Linked DNA regions of Mus musculus: region 2 is linked to region 1. The links are chromatin contacts, called in public HiChIP or PLAC-seq maps. All regions are on one chromosome and are shown on one strand. Each heading gives the region's core, a stretch centred on a gene start, on an enhancer-like site or on the middle of the called end of the contact. The rest is flanking DNA. Distances are from core to core; before and after follow the strand shown. Region 1 overlaps Celsr1 (cadherin, EGF LAG seven-pass G-type receptor 1). Region 2 overlaps Gramd4 (GRAM domain containing 4).

The links. HiChIP or PLAC-seq counts read pairs in DNA pulled down with a chosen protein or histone mark.
Region 2: a FOXA1 HiChIP or PLAC-seq map of pancreatic cancer cells shows a contact between it and region 1. The contact joins two enhancer-like sites. A contact is called at or near these places in 1 of 39 promoter capture datasets (pre-B cells), 3 of 115 datasets of contacts at active chromatin or transcription factors (embryonic forebrain, epiblast stem cells and pancreatic cancer cells) and 2 of 9 other capture datasets (adipose tissue and pancreatic islet).

Annotation. Positions count from the first base shown.
Region 1 is chr15:85,933,692-85,937,636 of GRCm38.p6, reverse strand. The region is part of intron 9 of Celsr1 (cadherin, EGF LAG seven-pass G-type receptor 1); the gene reads left to right. Among named protein-coding and RNA genes, the nearest start is that of Trmu, 56 kb to the right of the region's middle. Within about 2 kb of position 1,841, at least 73 of the 459 cell types and tissues checked have an H3K27ac peak or open chromatin away from gene starts, as enhancers often do. A contact at or near this core is called in pancreatic cancer cells, where this site is marked.
Region 2 is chr15:86,078,329-86,082,273 of GRCm38.p6, reverse strand. The region is part of intron 1 of Gramd4 (GRAM domain containing 4); the gene reads right to left. Among named protein-coding and RNA genes, the nearest start is that of Gm15722, 11 kb to the left of the region's middle. Within about 2 kb of position 2,188, at least 67 of the 459 cell types and tissues checked have an H3K27ac peak or open chromatin away from gene starts, as enhancers often do. A contact at or near this core is called in pancreatic cancer cells, where this site is marked.

The DNA of each region.
Region 1 (3,945 bases), core at 592-3,091:
GGGGTAGTGCAGAGTTCGTGCATAACTATGGGCTCCTGTGGACTTCCTTTCCAGCACCCACTTGCCTTCACTACAGTCACAGAATGGAGCATAGAACCTCAGAGCTGCTGGGTCTGTGTAACTTGCCCTAGACAGAAGCTCTGGTCTGCCTGCCTGGAATTTGGCTGGTTTTTGTTTTTGTTTTTGTTTTTTTGGTTTTTTTTTGTTTTTTTTTTCCTGGCTTGATTCACAGCCTTTCAGGGCGAAGGCAAAGGGCTGCAGCAGATTTGGGGCGTGAGCTTCCATCAGTGCAAAGTGCAAGTTCTCACCCCCATATTAAACCTACATGCTGCCATACCCCGGGTCCCTGCCTCGAGGGATCTTGAGGACCCCGTCACTTCATGCCACGTGTGTGTTTTCTTTATATTTACCTCTAACCATTCGGCTTGTTTGGAACTTTAGGTCAGAGTACCCGGACATTTCTGGAAGTGGTTTTAATGCACCGCATTCACACGTTCGCATATCTCTTACATGACAGATGGTTTCTGCTAGGTCGTTGGAGCCAGAGGTAGCAAGGGATGCTACTCCTTTGTGGGGATCACCCAGGGCTGTCTCACTGAGCTACCCTCACTTTCCAGCCCTCCACTGTCTGTACAGTAGAGAGAGCCCTTATCCAAGGCTCCGAGGTTCCGAGGTTCCGGATGAGCCCTCTGTCTGGGAATCCGTACTTGACCAGGAGGTCCCACTGAGCCCCCAACTCTGCCCTTGTATCTCTGACATTGGCACTGACCAGACAGATTTTCTTGTATAAACCATGGCCCATAATTCCTGGGCAGGGTCAGAATTCTCCAGTTTTGGCTTTCCTTGGAGTTAACACTCGCAGTAGTCAGGAGGCCCAGAGGTCACTGTCAATGGTCACTTAGAGGAATCATGCCCTAGCAAGGATTTGGGCTCAAATCTGGAGGAACTAGTAACTAAGTATGTCTTTCTTTCTTTCAGGCTTTTCCAAAGATTGTATATGTAAGCACATGCATGTGTGCCTATGTCTCTCTGTGTGCTCGTGTCTGCCTACGTATGTGAATGTGTCTGAGCATGTGTGCGCGTGCATCTGTGTGTATAACTGGGCATGTCTTTATGCACGTGTCTGTGTTTGCATGTGTTCGTGACCGTGTATTTATGTTTGTGTGCACGTTTGTGTATATGTCTGTGAGTGCATGCGTGCCCATATGTGTATGTATGTTTGTGTTTGTGTGCTCATGTGTATGTATGTTTATGCATGAGTGCATGCATCTCTCTGTGTGTCCGTATGTATGTGAGTGCATGTAACAAGCCCTGGTGCCCGTAGACTTCCTTCCCCATAGGTCATCCTCTGTCTCCTTCTCCCTCCTCCCCTTCAGCACAGCCTCTACTGGATATCTGTCTCTTCCCTTCCCGAGGAATGAGGTCTGACCCAAGCTTTAAGGGTAGTGGCTCCTGGAATTCCCATGGCCCCTGCTGTCCCCATGTCCTCATAAAGCCATAGCTTGTTTCTTCTACTTCCTGGGCCCTGGATTCTTGTTCTTCATCCCAGTCAGGCAGCTGGAGTGGAGTCGGAGATAGTCAGAGGAGAGGTGGACCCTAAGGAGTGTCTGTACCAAGCTCCCATTTCACGTGAGGCAAATTGAAGCTAGAGGCTCGTGTAACCTAGGCCCCATGGATCCTGAGTCAGCCAGAGAACCCCTCAGCAGAGCTCAGAGAGTGGGAGGAGTCAGGGATGCCCAGAGCCCTCCCTTCTTCCAGCTCGCTGCCAGAGGTCACAGGGCCCTTGGATAGATTTGTTTGCATTGGCTGGAGGGTGGGGCCATCAGCCCAGACAGAAGCCAGCCTCTAGCCTGTGCCTGCCCACTTACCTGAGGTCACAGCCCCAGAGGTTGGGGGTTGTTGGTGTGCATGGCAAATTCTTTCCTCATTAGCTGTAATTTCACAAGGTTCCCGGCTGGCCAGAAGCTCACTTTGGCCTGAACTTGGAAGCACCGCCCTGCCTGGGGATGCTATTTCTCTGTGGGTGTTGCTCTGTCGGAACATATTAAATTGGCCGTTTTCATTCAGGTGATGACGGGCGCCTACAAGCTGTCATTAGTGTACCTGGAGGGAAAAAGGCTCTGTTCAGCAAGGTTAGCCCTGACTAACTCTGGTAGCCACAGAATTAAAGACTGGATACACCAAGGAGGGCTTTAAGGGGTCCTGTAGACCTCATGAGCAACCCAAGGGGCCACCTTGTTATGGTTCGCAGAGGCTGCTCTAACAGGAATTGGGGGTGGGGGTAGGGTTTGTGTGACATGTTCAGCTTGTGGTGTCCTGACTGCCAAGAGAGTGCTGTGATGCAGCAGTTTGAATGTCCCCATCCCGTGTCAGGCCAAAGCCTGGACAAGTTAGCTAATTGCTGTCAGGCAGCCCAGATCCAGCTATATCATCGAGCAGAATAACCATACTGTTGTTGACATCTGTCTTGAATCGAGTAGAAGTACACGATGGGTGGCTGCTCCTGTCCCTGTCCTGGGGTTTATTCACAGCCTCTCCTTTTGTTGCAGACACATGCCATTTTCAACTTCCTTGTTGATCTCTTTTTTTTGAGGGGTTTGCCAGCAAGGCCAGTGAGAGAGAATAGCCCAGGAAACTTGTGTGAGGCAAAGGAAGCAATATGTAAAATGGTGAAAATTACCTTCCAAAATCAGCTAGTGGCGGAGACCAAAGTCAAGATGCATCGGTATTGACATTAGTCCTTTCTGTCAGGGTTTCTCCTGAGGCCTGTGGAGTACCTTGAGTTAACCAGCATGAGACACTTTGTATTGAAACCTTTGATATTGTTTCTAATGGTTAGAGGCCACACAACTTGGGCCCCCTGAGTTTAAGCCCTTGGAAATGTGTCGAGACTTGCTTTAAAGCCTGGATCCAACCAGCCTTCGTCAATATTCTGTGTGGACTTGAAAAGAATGTGTTCTCTGCTGTCGTTAAGCAAGGAGAGCCACATGTGTTGAGACCGTGGCACTGATTGTGGTGACACAGGCCCAGACCGTGTCAGGGGCTGGTGGTGTAGCTCAGTGGGTAGATTGCCTGCCTTGTGCATACAAGGCCCTGGGCTACACACTAAACATTGCATAAATCAGGTGGAATGTAATCCCAGATTTTAGGAAGTAGAAACTGAAGGATTTGAAACTCAAGGCCACCCTGGGCTTACTTAGGAAGTTGGAAGCCAGTCTGGGCTGTGTAGACCCTGTCTCAAAAACAAACACACACACACACACACACACACACACACACACACACACACACACACACAAACAAACCAAAACAAACCAGAAAACCAAAAAACCAAAAGCCTCTAAAAACCCTATGCCATTGTCATATTTGCTGTTTGCCATGGTGGCAATTTGATTCTGAACTTCGACAATCAGCTTCCTTTCTTTTCTGGCTAACTGGCTATGGTCATCATGTGCCCTTTCTGGTGATGGTGCTTGCCTTAAAGTTGCTCTGTCTGCTGATATAGTTGTACCAGCGCTTCTTCCTATAGGGTTTCTGTCCATCCTTTTTGTTTTTTTTTTTGTTTGTTTGTTTTGTTTTGTTTGTTTTTTTTTTGAGACAGCTTCTCAGTGTAGCCCTAGCTGTCCTGGAACTCACATTTTCTACCAGGCTGGTCTTAAACTCAGAGACCCACCTGCCTCTGCCTCCTGTGAGCTGGGATTAAAGGTGTAGTCACAGACTTGAGAGAGTCAAAGCCATGCATCTGTTCCTCCAAGATCTGCTGATTCTTGTTTACTACAAGAATCATAGCCTTTTGTTGTCCCAGCGCAAAGCCTTGAAGATGCTGGCCCATCCAGCCTTGCTTGAAGATGCTGGCCCATCCAGCCTTGCTGGGATTGGGATTGTGGTCCTTATCCCATGGGCCTGCAGGACACTCTTCAGCAATTGCTGAAGTTTGAGTCTTCA
Region 2 (3,945 bases), core at 939-3,438, 140 kb before region 1:
CCCACCTGAGAGGCAAGAGAACCTACAAGACCATCATCAGCTATAGGCATAGGGAGGAAAGCCAGCTGTGGAACAGTCACAGTGCCCGGCAGTGGCCAGGGCTGTCCCTTGTCCTCCCAGCCAAGCACACAGTACAGAAGATGTCATAAGGTCCACATCAGCCCCAAACAGGACAGTCACTTAAGAGTTCAATCAGAGGCAAGTCTACCTAGGATCGACCAGTGCCTTCTCACAGATCAGCTGACTCTTCTACTCATGGCGGCAAGCATGTCTGTCGGGCACCTTATAACCAAGGAGGCCCATAAGGACACCGGATCAAGTGCTACCGCGCAGAGACTCCAGGTCTCATTCCCAGACCCCTGCATAGGCTCTTCCATGTCCCCAGGGCACCACTAACAGGGAAACTGGACCCAGTGGCTTCACAGCATGGAACTCCCCGGGTATGTGATGAATCTGAAGCACTCCCTCCTACAGGGTGGAGGGAGGTCCCTGAAGCTACTCAAACTTACTCACAGAGGTCAAAAGTCAAAAGGCTTCACACGCGAGGCCCAGAAAAGCAACCCTTTCGGAGGAGTGGAGACTTTTCCAGCTGGCCGAGCTGTCTGTGCCGCGCAGGGAGCTCCCAGCGCGGTAGCTTTTGTTCTGAGTCATCACCATGGCTGAGGTGGGCTTTTCAGTGATGTAGATGGCTTTGAGCCTTCTGTAAGGACCCCCCCCCCCCAGTAGATTCACTGGTTCGCTACGCTACGCTAGACCTGTGTGCAATCATTTCTCTGGTTTACTATCCGGGCACTATCGGGGATGGATAGACGTTTGTCCGTGTCTCTTCATATACAACCAAACACAAAAGCTAGCACTGGGTGAGGGTGAGGGACAAGCCAGGTGGGAGTCCCTAATTAACCCTGACTCTGGCTTTAAACAGCTTCCCAGCTGAAGAGCCCATGAGCTACCAAACCAGGTTCCTTCCTTCCAGTCACTTCCAGTTTTCTTAGCTTGGCTCAGCTGATATCAGAGGCCATGCCTGAGACTCTCACGCTGATCGGGCAAGCCCTGAATATGTTCCGACCGGCATTGCCAGCACAGCACTGCTATCAAATATTTTATATCTAAACCAGTACTCACCAGGGAGATGGTTCCTGCCAGCCTGGCAGCCCTCAACCCCTGGGCACCCCTCACTTGTAGCCACTGCTTTAAAACTCAGTCTCAGCCAGGTGGGCGGTGGCTCACGCCTTTAATCCTAGCGCTCAGGAGGCAGAGGGATGTGAATCTCTGAGTTCGAGGCCAGCCTCTGCTACAGAGTGAGTTGCGGGACAGTCGGGGTTTACACAAAGAAACCCTGTCTCAAAACAATAATAACAAAAACTAAACTAAACCAAACCAAAAAACTCTCAAGTCCCATGGACAGGAGAAAAATTTTAAAGCAAGTTGCAAAGCCCTCTGGGTACAACTGAAGCCTACAACACAGGTAATCTGAAAGCCGCATGCTGCAATCAGAGCTGTCTTAAGGCACAGTCTTCAGGGTAGCCCACAGGCAAAGTGGTAGGAAGACAAGTGTTCCTGGGAGTGCTACAGTCTGAGAGGACTTCAAGGGAGGCTCCAGCCAGTCAGTAAAGATAAAGTGTGTGAGTGTGCCACTGCTTGGGGACATTAAAGATCCTACTAGGTGTTCTGGGTGCACCTACTATGTGCCAGGCATGCTGCTTTTTTTTTTTTTTTTTTTTTAATCATCCTTGTTTGAGACAAGATCTCATGCTGGAGCCAAGGCTGGCTTGTAATTCACTATGTACCCAGGTTAGCTCCAAACTAGCAGCCATTCTCCTGCAGCAGCCTCCAGAGTGCCAGGATTGTAGACATGAGTTTTAGGTACACTTGATTTTGGGGCTGAGGTCCAGACAAGTAGAGGGTGATATTGCTGGAGCTGTGAATGCTAGACTCAGGAGGGAGAAGAGTGTCCCTAGCCTGAGGGACAGACAGTGACAGCCCAGGACGACAACTCCACTGAGGTTAAAAAAAAAAGTCAGCTGGTGGATATGCAGGGAAGGCAGTGTGGCCAGTGTCCTCTCAACAGAAAAAAACAGAGAGGAAATGGCAGGGAAATCTTATTAAGAATCATCTCATTTCAAGCACAGTATGGGGTGCCAAGTGACCTGTGACTCAGAGAGGTGACAAGGCGGTGGTCAAGACTCAGGAAATGAGCACAGGTCGTGGAGATGGAAACCAGCAGGCAGCTCTGGGTTCATCTGGGAGGCTCTGCCCAATTGCATGGGGCAGCAGAGGTAGCAGGAACTGGCCACAGGTAATTAGCCCCTCCAGCCTTCAACGATGCCAGCCATGCTCCCCTGAGGATAAGCGACCTGCTTGGCACTTCCCAGGCCACACCTCAGTGAAGCCCATGGACAGCAGCTGGGTTCCAGGCTCCTCATCTCTGTCTCTAGGCGTGACACACACTAAGAAAAAAACCCTGGAACTTTCTACGCTGACTACAGAGGCCTTCCTTTCTTAAGAGATGAAGAAACAGGAATCAGGGAGGAAAGATACGGCCATCACATGGTAGAAGATGGAATCTGGTCTTGCTGCTCTAGTCCTCTTCTGGGGCCCCTGCCAGGATGTGAGCCCGGGAATGAGGCAGGGTGAGTGGAGGAACTGAGGGGCCTGTTTCCAGGCAGTTGTGCTGCTGGTGGTGGTGGCAGTGTGTGTGCATTCGTGTGTGTGTGTGTGTGTGTGTGTGTGTGTGCATGTGCATGTGCACAGACACAACCACAGGGGATCATGGAGAACAGCAGGAAGACAGTCCCTCTAAGATTGAAAAGACCCAGTGACCCAGCGAGCTGACCTCTGAATCCACGTACAAGAGAATGGAATCAGCAGTCGGGGCTGAGGTGTCCACAAACCTCTGCTCAAAGCACCTACGGAAGCACACCTGGCCATCCTTGGGCTGTCCCGTCACAGCGGACCCTGTGGAGAGCTACAGCGATGCAGGTGCCCCTCTTCTCCGTCCTCCTTCTCGTAATTTTTCTAAGTGAGCATGTGCTGTGGGTGCTGGCTGACGTGGAGTGGGGTTGTCATGGACATTATTCAGTAAGTTAATAAATATCTTTAAAGTCTTTTTGCTTTAACTTCTGGTACGAGAGGCAGCCATCGACACAACCCACATAAACACAGCCTGGAATGTCTTCAGCCCCCGAAGGCTGTGAGGGAACCAAGATGGAGGTGGGGACGAAGCAGGAAGGAGTGGGAGGCGGTAGTGGGAGGCGGTAGGGGCGGAAGGCAGACTCGGAGGCCTCCCGGATAGACACCAGGCAACCAGTGGACAGCCTGCCCGTGACCTCTGACCTGCCACTAGGTCTTGGAGGACCGAAGCAGGTCCTACAGGGAGCTATATCTAGGCATAATCTGGAAGAGGAGCCGGGTCAAGAGAGTCTCACTTTAAAGAGAAGGTCAGAGGAGACCCAGAACACCACATGTCACAGAGCCAGCGAGAGTGCCCATCTCCTTTCTGGTCACAGTCAGAAACAGCCTTGATTCATTTCTAAGTTAGTAGGACATCGGGACCTCTAGTCCGCCTCACTAACCTAGCAAGGACCCGAAGGTCAGAGTTGAGGCTGGTGGGTGGCTCCTTATATAAATGTCACAGTAAATGTACTGTCAAGAAGGACACAGCCCAGGATGGCTCGGCAAGTGGTCTCTGTCCACAACACCCACTGACAGGCAGAGTCTGGGAGAAGCTGGTACCCAGGGGCGAGGCAAGGAAAAGGTAGGTGGGTGTTAGCCTAGAGGCCAGCAGGTGGCTTGGGCAAAACCAGATGATGCCAGTGTAGAAACTGAGGGGGTGGAGAGTGTCAGGGGCAGGGTTCCTCCCTGCCCTGACCAGAGGTCACTGTGCATAAGGGCTGCTGGGAAGGCGAGACATAGTTGGGACATCTCAGAGTTCCTCAGAGACCCAAC